2 separate regions of the Mus musculus genome follow, and region 2 is linked to region 1. A link is a contact called in public promoter capture Hi-C data. All regions are on one chromosome and are shown on one strand. Each heading gives the region's core, a stretch centred on a gene start, on an enhancer-like site or on the middle of the called end of the contact. The rest is flanking DNA. Distances are from core to core; before and after follow the strand shown.

Evidence for each region. Capture Hi-C pulls out chosen DNA fragments and counts their contacts.
Region 2: a promoter capture Hi-C map of pancreatic islet shows a contact between it and region 1. The contact joins two enhancer-like sites. A contact is called at or near these places in 3 of 484 Hi-C or Micro-C datasets (CD4 T cells, embryonic stem cells and nephron progenitors), 2 of 115 datasets of contacts at active chromatin or transcription factors (embryonic stem cells and pancreatic cancer cells) and 4 of 9 other capture datasets (adipose tissue, embryonic stem cells, liver and 1 more).

Annotation. Positions count from the first base shown.
Region 1 is chr7:123,298,039-123,303,004 of GRCm38.p6, forward strand. Arhgap17 (Rho GTPase activating protein 17) reads right to left here. Exons shown (of 20, transcript NM_144529.2): 14 at 2,451-2,564. Among named protein-coding and RNA genes, the nearest start is that of Arhgap17, 69 kb to the right of the region's middle. Within about 2 kb of position 2,418, at least 8 of the 459 cell types and tissues checked have an H3K27ac peak or open chromatin away from gene starts, as enhancers often do. A contact at or near this core is called in pancreatic islet, where this site is marked.
Region 2 is chr7:123,415,994-123,420,959 of GRCm38.p6, forward strand. Lcmt1 (leucine carboxyl methyltransferase 1) reads left to right here. Exons shown (of 11, transcript NM_025304.3): 7 at 2,225-2,345. Among named protein-coding and RNA genes, the nearest start is that of Lcmt1, 40 kb to the left of the region's middle. Within about 2 kb of position 1,893, at least 7 of the 459 cell types and tissues checked have an H3K27ac peak or open chromatin away from gene starts, as enhancers often do. A contact at or near this core is called in pancreatic islet, where this site is marked.

The DNA of each region.
Region 1 (4,966 bases), core at 1,168-3,667:
GAAGAAGGGACAGATGCTGCTTCACATCTGTGGGAAGGAATTTTACTGGTGGTGCCTCTAAAGACCTTTAAAGGTCTCTGGCCCTTTCCTCTCTGGCTCTCTGATTTAACACTTCTGCCACCTGCTCCTGCTGCCATGAGAGTCTCCCTTGTCAGATGCTCACAGCCACTCAGCCAGATGACACCCGAGGCTTACATAAACACTTCCTACTTTTAAGCTGTTCTCTCATGTACCTGTCACATCATGAAGTCTGGGGCACAAGGGACGTGATTTAGAAATCACTGGATTCCTAGGAGCCTTCACATTCAGCTCTGATGGCCTCAAACCAATGTCCCTGGTCCTAGTGTCACTGTGCCTCAGCAGACCGTCTAGCTCCTTCACATTCCAGCATGACACAAGCTTTCCTGGCAAAGTGCCCTTCTGCCCTTCCACATGTGAGGATTCGGATCAGCTCCCATGCTCACTTAAAAAAACACACTGCTGGTGATTCAGAAAGCTTTCTTTTGGGTATCTCACAGACTTTTGGAGCATCTTCTTCCTAGCTTTGATCTATGGTGCTTCCTGACAAATTTCTGGGCATTATAAAAAGCTGTGTCTACTACTGTTAAATATTCTGATTTTTAATCAGCTAATCCATACTGATTTTTGAATTTTGTCTGTTTCCTTTGAAGACTCTTCTTGTCCCCACAACTAAAAACTCGCATTACTTTCTATGTGGGTATTTTTGGTCAGGGTTTATTTGCTATATGATCTATGCACTTAGCCCATCTTCCTACTTAACTGTAACTTTGCTTTATGACATTGTATGCTTGCAACTATTTTCTGAAACAAAACTGGGCATACACAAGCAACTGAATGACTGATTCGTTAAAGCTGATCAGCAGCAATGACGGAGTGACAGGTGAGGATATGGACTTTGTGGCCTGCGCTTATAACCCACCACTGGCCTGCCACGCAGCCCTGGGCAAATTGCTGGTTCTTCTCAGACTCAGCTCCCTCAGATGAGCACTTGCTGCGCAGCTGACCCCTTGTGTCTACCTCTGCAACTTAACCCACACGGTTCAATGCCAGCACAGGCCTCCTAAAGGCAGCAGTGCGAAGCCATTCTGCTTAGGACAGTATTAGTGACTTTCACACTGTTATGGCAAACTGACTCAAGGAAGCAAAGATTCGTTTGGGCTCATGGTTTCTACCATACAGGTGAAAGGACTGTCACAGCAGCAGGATACTTTTGTGAAGGATTTTCTTATGGAGGTAAAGCAGGGGCCAGGCATCACCTTCAAAGACAACCCCTAAAAACCTGCCTCCAAAGCAGGCCCCACTTCTCAATAGCTCAACCCCACAAAACAAGACCATGACCTGGGAAACAGATGTTTGAAACATGGTCGTTCGTATGAGAGGCATTTTATATTAATAATGGAACAGGAGCCTTGATGATTCCCATAGGACCCAGGAGAGTAAGTTCCAAACAAGTTAGCCATATATACAAGGACCTTCACAGCCTACCTCTGTCTGTCAAGGCATCTTCCAGTTGTCCAGGGCCATGCATACTGTCCTCAAAGGGCAGAATCTAAGCTGTGCCTCACTAGGGTGACTTCTCTGGTTTCAGTGCCAAGGGCAGGAAACTCTTCATTCACGAAAGTTAGCAAGTGTTACTCCCAGAGGAGGGCGCTCCACAGCCCCCTCTTACCTACACTGTCAGCACAGAAGGAGCACAACAGCACACCCCAATGTGTGCCCAGTGGGACAGGGCTATGCTGAGGTAAAAGCATGTGAAGATAGCAGGGGGCAGAGGGGGTTCCTGAGGGCAGGAGGTGACCTTGTGAAAGACACCTTCCCCACACTGGAGAAAAGAAACACTCTTTTCTGCCATGACAGGATGATGAGGACAGTCTCTACAAATAAATAAACTGTTGGACAGTCCTCGTTTTCCTAACATGTCTACACTCAACTGTCCAGCCCAAGGCCATCTTGCCACATGCTCACATACACTGCCCAGGTAGAGCAACATTTGTTTCTTTACAAATGTTTCTTTGTGCCTTCATTTTCCCATGGACTTGCAAAAACCTACAGGTTTTTCTCTTGTCAATTTGCTTATGTCAGTTAAATTCTTAGGCATAGCTACAGACACTTAAGGGCTTGGGGCATGGCTCTATCCCTGTGGTACCCACACAGAGATGTGTGTCGAGCTTGTCATCATACAGGGGCTGCCAAGCTGCCTGTCTACTCAGAACTCAGGCCTGGAGGCTCTCTTAGGTAGGGATGATAATATCTCCTGTGTTTCTGTGTCTCTTAGGTAGGGATGATAATATCTCCTGTGTTTCTGTGGCTTCCAAACATGAGCTGGATGGGAAGTCACCTGCACTTGACTATGTCCCTTGAAATCTGTCACGACCCAAGCTAACCACAGGAAGGAGAAGCTTACGCATGAGGTGGGAGGAGCCACTTACCCTTCTTGTTTGGCCCACAGGAGGTTAGGGCCCAGGACAATGGCTATGTTGCTAGGAGTCATTTTATTAACGTCACTGGTCTGGGCAAGCTTTGCAAGGAACTTGATTAAATACCTGTAAGACAAAACAGAAGGCCAGGAGCATCTCTGGAGCACTGTGGCCTGTCCCCTCCACTGCCTCTGTGCGGGCCACACATGGCTCAGGCACTTCCGACAGGCTGGCACTGACTGGGACCCAACTCATGTGGAGTGCTGCCCACACTCCTCATGCACTTTATTCAAAACAGAAACCGAAGGGTTGGAAGGAGAAAGCAGGACCAACATCACCACACTGATTTAACCTTACCTAGTTCTACATTTTCCCTTTATAATCTATTTATTTTGCCCCTACATTAATTAATCTGATTAATAGTAGGCCCAATATATGTTTAATAAAAAGGTAGGTTTTTTTCCTTTTATTGGATATTTTCTTTATTTACATTTCAAATGTTATCCCCTTTTCCAGTTTCCCCTCTGGAAACCCTCTATCCCCTCCCCCTCCCCTGCTTCTATGAGGGTGATTACCCACCCACCCTGGCAATCCCCTACACTGGGGCATCGAGCCTTCACAGGACCAAGAGCCTCTCCTCCCATTCATGTCCAACAAGGCTATCCTCTACTACATATACAGATGGAGCCATGGGACCCTCCATGTGTATACTATGGTTGGTGGTTTAATCCCTGGGAGCTCTGGGTGGTGGGGGTGGGGTCTGGTTGGTTGCTATTATTGTTCTTCCTAAGGGGTGGCAAACTCCTTCAGCTCCTTCAGTCCTCTCTCGAACTCCTCAAGAAACTGTATTTGAAAACCTTCATTTTAATTATGAAAATATTTGATTTATTACATAGACATGTGTTGTTATGTATAAGTAGTATAAAAAACGATACATGAATAACCAAGTTACCTATTAACAAGGAACTAGTTAGGTAAATTATAGTCTATCTTGATCTATGTGACCAAAAAAATCATGTTGTGATTCAGAAAAGTCTCCAAGATGTATTCAGCAAAGATATGGCACCAAGCAGGCAAAGGAGAATGACATATAAACTTTACACATCATTCTGGCTAGAATCAAAGGGTGCGGGGAAGATGGGCTGTAAATGGGGTAGATAGAATCACAATGTGCTGTACACATATGAAATTCTCAAAAAGTTAAAATATTATTTTTAAAAAGTGGACAACGGGAGAAAAATATGTATGAATGCACTTCATGTGCCCGTGCACATACATGCATATGAGCGCACACACACACACACACACACACACACACTCACATACACACATACTCACACACTCACACATACACACACACACTCACATACTCACACATACACACACACACTCACATACACACACACACTCTCACGTACTCACACACACACTCACATACTCACACACACACATACACACTCACACACACATACACACTCACATACACACTCACATACACACACATACTCACACACACTCACATACTCACACACATACATACACACACACATGCACACACACAGACACACTCACACACACATACACACACTCACTCACACACATACATACACACACACACACGCGCGCGCGCACGCACACACACACACACACACACACACACTCACTCACACAGAAGCTCTTGTAGATAGACACTGAAGAAATTGTCAATATCCTATCTCAGACAAATGAGGTGGCCAGAGACAAGAGGTTTTTCAATGTGTATCTTTTGAGCTTGAAACCATCAGAATGTCCATTATTTAAAAAATAATTAGTAAAAGTTACAGAGAAAAAGATGCAAGCTGAAAGAGCAAACCGCAACACACTAAGTTCTGTAACTGAGTTCCCACCACATCACACAGACAGAATTTAATAACCTGCCGTTCTGAGCCAGGCTTGCAATCAATGAGGGTTGTCACAGAGAAGAGTTAACTCACAAGGACGAGCCAGTCCTTTACATGTGCACAGGCAGTATCTGATGTGGCTGAGATAAAGGCCAAGACCAAGTTTATGGTCAGGAAACATGTCATACAAATCACCTGGAGACTGGATTTTAAATGAATCGCTTAAGAAAAAAAGTCTGATTTTAAGAGTTTGTTTTTAAATTTTAATTACATTTATTCCAATGTGTTCAGAGAGAAAGAGAAGTGGGGACAGAGGGAGAAGACAGAAGGACACATCTTGAAGGAGTTAATTCTCAGCGTAGCTTCTCAGGCTCAGCGGTAAGGTAAGGGCCTCTGCTTACGGAGTCACCTTGCTGAACCCTTTGCTTGGTTTTAACTGACAATTCCCTGGGGCTACCTTTCATCTGTGCTTCTTCCAAGCACAGAAGAAATCCAATGGAAGGATTAGTCCTAGAAGTTTGTCCCACGAGAAGTTTTCTTAGAGACATATTTAATAACATATTGAAATATAATCTCCACTGTACAGTGATTTGGGCACTATTTTCTATGAATGAGCACAGGTACAGTAACTACTTATTAACTGCATTC
Region 2 (4,966 bases), core at 643-3,142, 120 kb after region 1:
TGGTGGTGTATGCTGCAGTGCCAGCCTCAGTGTGGTGGTGTATGCTGCAGTGCCAGCCTTAGTGTGGTGTGTATGTCTGCAGTGCCAGCCTCAGTGTGGTGGTGTATGCTGCAGTGCCAGCCTTAGTGTGGTGTGTATGTCTGCAGTGCCAGCCTCAGTGTGGTGGTGTATGCTGCAGTGCCAGCCTTAGTGTGGTGTGTATGTCTGCAGTGCCAGCCTCAGTGTGGTGGTGTATGCTGCAGTGCCAGCCTTAGTGTGGTGTGTATGTCTGCAGTGCCAGCCTCAGTGTGGTGGTGTATTGCCGCAGTGCCAGCCTCAGTGTGGTGTGTATGTTGCAGTGCCAGACTTAGGCTGGAGCCTCAGGAACTGATCACCAGCCTGGTCTTCAAAGTGAGGCTGTCTCAAAAAACAGAAGGACTTAAACTGCTATTACATTTCTATAATTTTAGTCGTTGCTTATGGTTCTTAGAGGAAAAGCTACAAATAACTTCTAATCTCAGTGTATAGAAATTATTACACTTTTTGTTGTAATACATTTGAAAGATGTACTATGTTCTTTTTTTAAAATCAGTTTCTTCTTTTTTTTACCATCTGAGTTCATGTAGTTTATTTGTTCAATAATCTAAAGTTAAAGACAAAAGGAAGCCACTTAATTTGAGAGAAATTGTCAGTCATGAGAATCTTGTTATTTAAGGGTAAAAGGAGGAAATGAGGATCTAGCAAAGGAGTCTGAGAAGGAATGTGAATGAACTTAGAAAAGGCAAGTGGAGATGTTCTAGAAACACAGGGAGTGTTTGGCAGTGTGACGATGTGGGCTCACCCTAAACAAGCCACTCATACCACCCTGCTAAGGTGTAGGATGCATTATAGATGAGGGGCTGGGAGGAGTGTAAGAGCCAGACGATAGGGTAAAGGGCTAGGAAATGCTGTCCTGCCAGACCTGACACACCATTGCAGTCATTGATTCACACCAGCTGGTGTCCTGCACTGCTCCACACAGGACTCCCTCTATCAACAACCAGTCAAGGAAGGAGGAGGGGCTCACAGAGCCCTACCCTTTACCCCAACTACTGGCTATCGATGGATTTTGGGAAAGGAGTGATGGTTGTTTAGAGTTGCAGCTGTGCTGCTGAGCACATCAGGCTCCAGCAGATAGCTCGAAACCCATGCTCACGCAGGTGGCCTAGTGAATCTTGGTGGACTTAAAACAAAATGAATAAAGGTGAAGTGAGAGATTTGTTGGAAGTGGGGAAGGGGAGGGGTAATAGAGTGGGTGAGGGTACCCAATATGCAAGGCATATGTATGTGGAATTGTACAAAATATATTACAAAAAGAATTATACTTTCTGGGTAACTATAGAAATGTATTGTTTTTCCTGTTTCATAAAGTATTGTTACTTTGTGTCTGGTAGATCAATGCATACTAATAGTTTCTCGAAGAATATAACCATTTGAAATGACATGTGTTCAGCTTTTTAAATTAATTATTTTGTATTTGGTTTTGGGTTGCTAGGCAAGCTCTGAACCACTTAGCCATTGTTTTTCATCTCCTTATGGCAAACCTTCACTTAATGGGATTAGATTCTGTTAATGAACATAATAATCTCTGTGTATTTCAGCTCAGAGGTTTGAAACAGTTCACATGTTGCTAAGGATTCTGTGAGTTGCAGTTCTTTCTTGAGGCCAAGACTGCTGATAGCTCCAGGGCCCACCTGAGTGACCAGCAGACGGGCTAGCTGGCAGCTGGCAGCAAAGTCCGTTCATTTTCTTCCCATTCCCTGGCTTTCTGGAGTTCTTTCATTTCTGTCAGGATTCCATTGTAGGAACAGGTCATGCTCAGTGTGTGTGTGATCTCCACACTGTCTGTCTGCTGCTGCCCTTTGACAAGAACAAAGGTCTACCCAGCCCCAGTTCCAGGCTAGGAGAATAATCTCTCGTGATGGGAGAGACTACAGGGTTCTGTTGCCCATGGACAGTAGGCACACAGCAGCAGCAGACCTGTCTTCCTTTCTACAGTCTGCCCCATGTCCTTATTTTCCTAAGATAGACAGACCCTAGCTCCTTGTCCTCCTTTCCATAGTTGTGTCTCTTGACACTTGTACTGGACATGGATCAAGCCACATGCTGATTCTGGATTTCTTGGCTATGACGCACCAGCTCTGTGATGTTTGCATAAGTTGATGTCTTGATGAAAACACGTTTACCTCCTCTGTTTTTCCTTAAGATTGCCAACACTCCTGATAACTGAATGTGTGCTGGTTTACATGACTCCAGAGCAGTCAGCCAACCTCCTGAAATGGGCAGCCAGCAGTTTTGAGACAGCCATGTTCATAAACTATGAGCAGGTAAGTTCCTGAGAGGCGGCTTCCAGATGGGCTTTCAGAGTAGCTTTGCCCCAGTCCTTGTTCAGTTCCTTCTGTCACAGCCACACGTGTGCTTCTCCCATCTGTTCTAGCAGCCCTGTTCTCCTGCTTTCTGGGCTAACCCCCAGCTGTTAGCAGAGATTTTGGACCTTGATTCTCCAGGAAAGTTTTCCAATTTTTATTTTATCATATGTTATTAACAAACTTGTAGAACATGAATTGAAATAATTTTGGCCATATTAGAAGGAAGAGCAAGCTTCAAGTCCCTTATAGACAGGCAGGAAGGAAGGTGAACAGAAGGCATTGACTGTGTGATGGTGTGGAGGATGGGGACTGAGGGACCTGGGGCTGCTGGGTGGTTTAGAGGGTGTGGCCTGAGAGGGGCTGGAGAGGCTACTTATGAATGATGCGGAGTTGGGAACTGAGGGGCCTGGAGTGGTCACTCCTTAGGTCCAGCCAGGAGCTTCTTGTGGGCATTTGACCTAGAGTTGCAAGAGCTCCTAATTTTGTAAGAGAAGTCTGATATACAGGATTGTAAGTATAAAGTGCTCTATCCCTATAGTCACTAACCACTGACATTGCTCCAGTGGCTACAGAAAAGGCCTTTTTTGGAGCTTTGAAAGGATCCAGCTTGAGCCCCAGTCTTCTGTGGGTTCATACTCTCTGTGCCTCTGTTTCCTTGCCTGAAAGTAGTAATGCCCCTGCTTCCTAGTGTGAGGGACACAAGAGTTAGTGTGTATGTTTACACCAGGGCCCCCTGCCCCTCAGCTAGTAAGTGTGTGCTGTTCAGACTCTTCTGAGCACTAGTTGTTTACTGCTGGGGATACGGGTGAGGTTACACACCCATATCCACCATGTGGAGGCCTCTGTTGCTCTCTGCCTCGTTCCCTTGAAATGGTTCTTTCACGGAACCTGGAACCTGCAGCTCATTGGCTAGGTTGAATGGCCAGTATAGCTCCAGCGATCTTCCTGTCTCTAACCCCCAAGTACTGGATTATAGTGTCGGGTGGCCAGACTGGCTTTTGATATTGGTCCTGAGCATGGAACTCAGATGTTCATGCTTGCATAGAAGACTTCACCATGAAGCTGCCTCTCTACCACAGTTCTCTGCTGTTGAAGAAATCCTTGAGATGCTACACACAATGCATGCTAGATGTCGACATTATTTACTTGCTTAGTTTGAGACAGAGTTTCACTGTGTACCCTGGCTAGCTGGGAGCTTGCTATGTAGAACCAAGATAGACTCATCCCTGGGTAATCATTCTACTTCCAAGTGTTGGGATACCAAATTCGTACCACGGTAACTGGCTTTGAAACAAAACAAAAACTCTTTTTAATGGGATCTCACTTATAGCCCTACCTCGTCCACTTAATCATTTCCTTTTTATTTCATTGTATGTAAGAGCAACACAAGTATAAGTGTGGACAGGTCTAGGCTAGACTAGGAATTGCTACTTCCTTTCCCTCTCCAGTTCTGGGGTCGTTGGTTCTCGGTTGGCTGACTTTCTTCCTTCCCATCTACAACTGCTGCCATGTGTCCAGGAGCATTGGCCATGGAAGCCAGCCCCTCAGCTTCTCTCTTAATACGATTGCAGCCAGGGCACGGTCTGCTTTTGCGGCATACATGCATGGAGAGTGACTGCCATATGTCCTGTGTGTGCTGCTTTGTTCATTGGCCTTGCCTCTGCTCTGTCCAGAGCATTTATCTAGCACACTCTGGGAGATGCCAGGTTGATTCAGACTCAAGGCTTCTCACTCAGGAGCACACCTGGGACTGGGCCAGATTCGATGGCACCACCTCAGCTGTCTGTCACCTGGTTTAGCTCCCACCATTCTCACTTTGTCAGTAGAAATTTAACTTGAATCAACAGTGTAGATTAGTTGCCTGTGTGTTTTTCCTGGTTAATTGTTTACAGCGACAAAGCCATGTTGGTAACTGCGTGATGACAGTGCACTGTGCTTTCCGTACTCTGTACTGGGTACTACTGGGTCAGTTTTCCATGTATTTGCTTGTTTCCTTACATAGAAGTCCATAAGGCTGGTGTTAGTCTCCCCCGACAGTTAAACCGTCCAGTCTTCTCAGGGTCACAGCTGTTGTCAAGGCAGGATTCAAGCCATCATTCATAAAATGAAGATTGTGCTCTCAGACACCTTCTGTCCTGACGCAAATGAGGGAGGATAGCATTGCTGACAGTCTGCCTCTGGGGTGGGTCTTATAGGTAAAATGATTTCTTTGTGTTCACTTGCGTGTGAACAAGGACTGCTGTGTGTACTATGACAGCATACAGTGACATCATGTCTTCCAACACTTGTGCACGGACATAAGTTAATTGTACCTGACAGAGGATTGGTGCTTATGCTATGATTGCCCACAGTAACACCATTTCTTCTGCCTCTCTGGAGGCTGAGGCAGGAAAAAAACACCTGTTTAAGGCCCATTTAGGCAAGAGACGGTCTCAGGAATATAGGACTGGTTATAACAAGACAAGCAAATCTCTCTCTGACCCTAGATCTTAGTCTTCTGTCAGGGACACAGTGCTGCCTGCTGTGTTTTATGTTTTTAAATGCAGGGGAGACAGGCAGGAACATTCTGTTCATTTCTC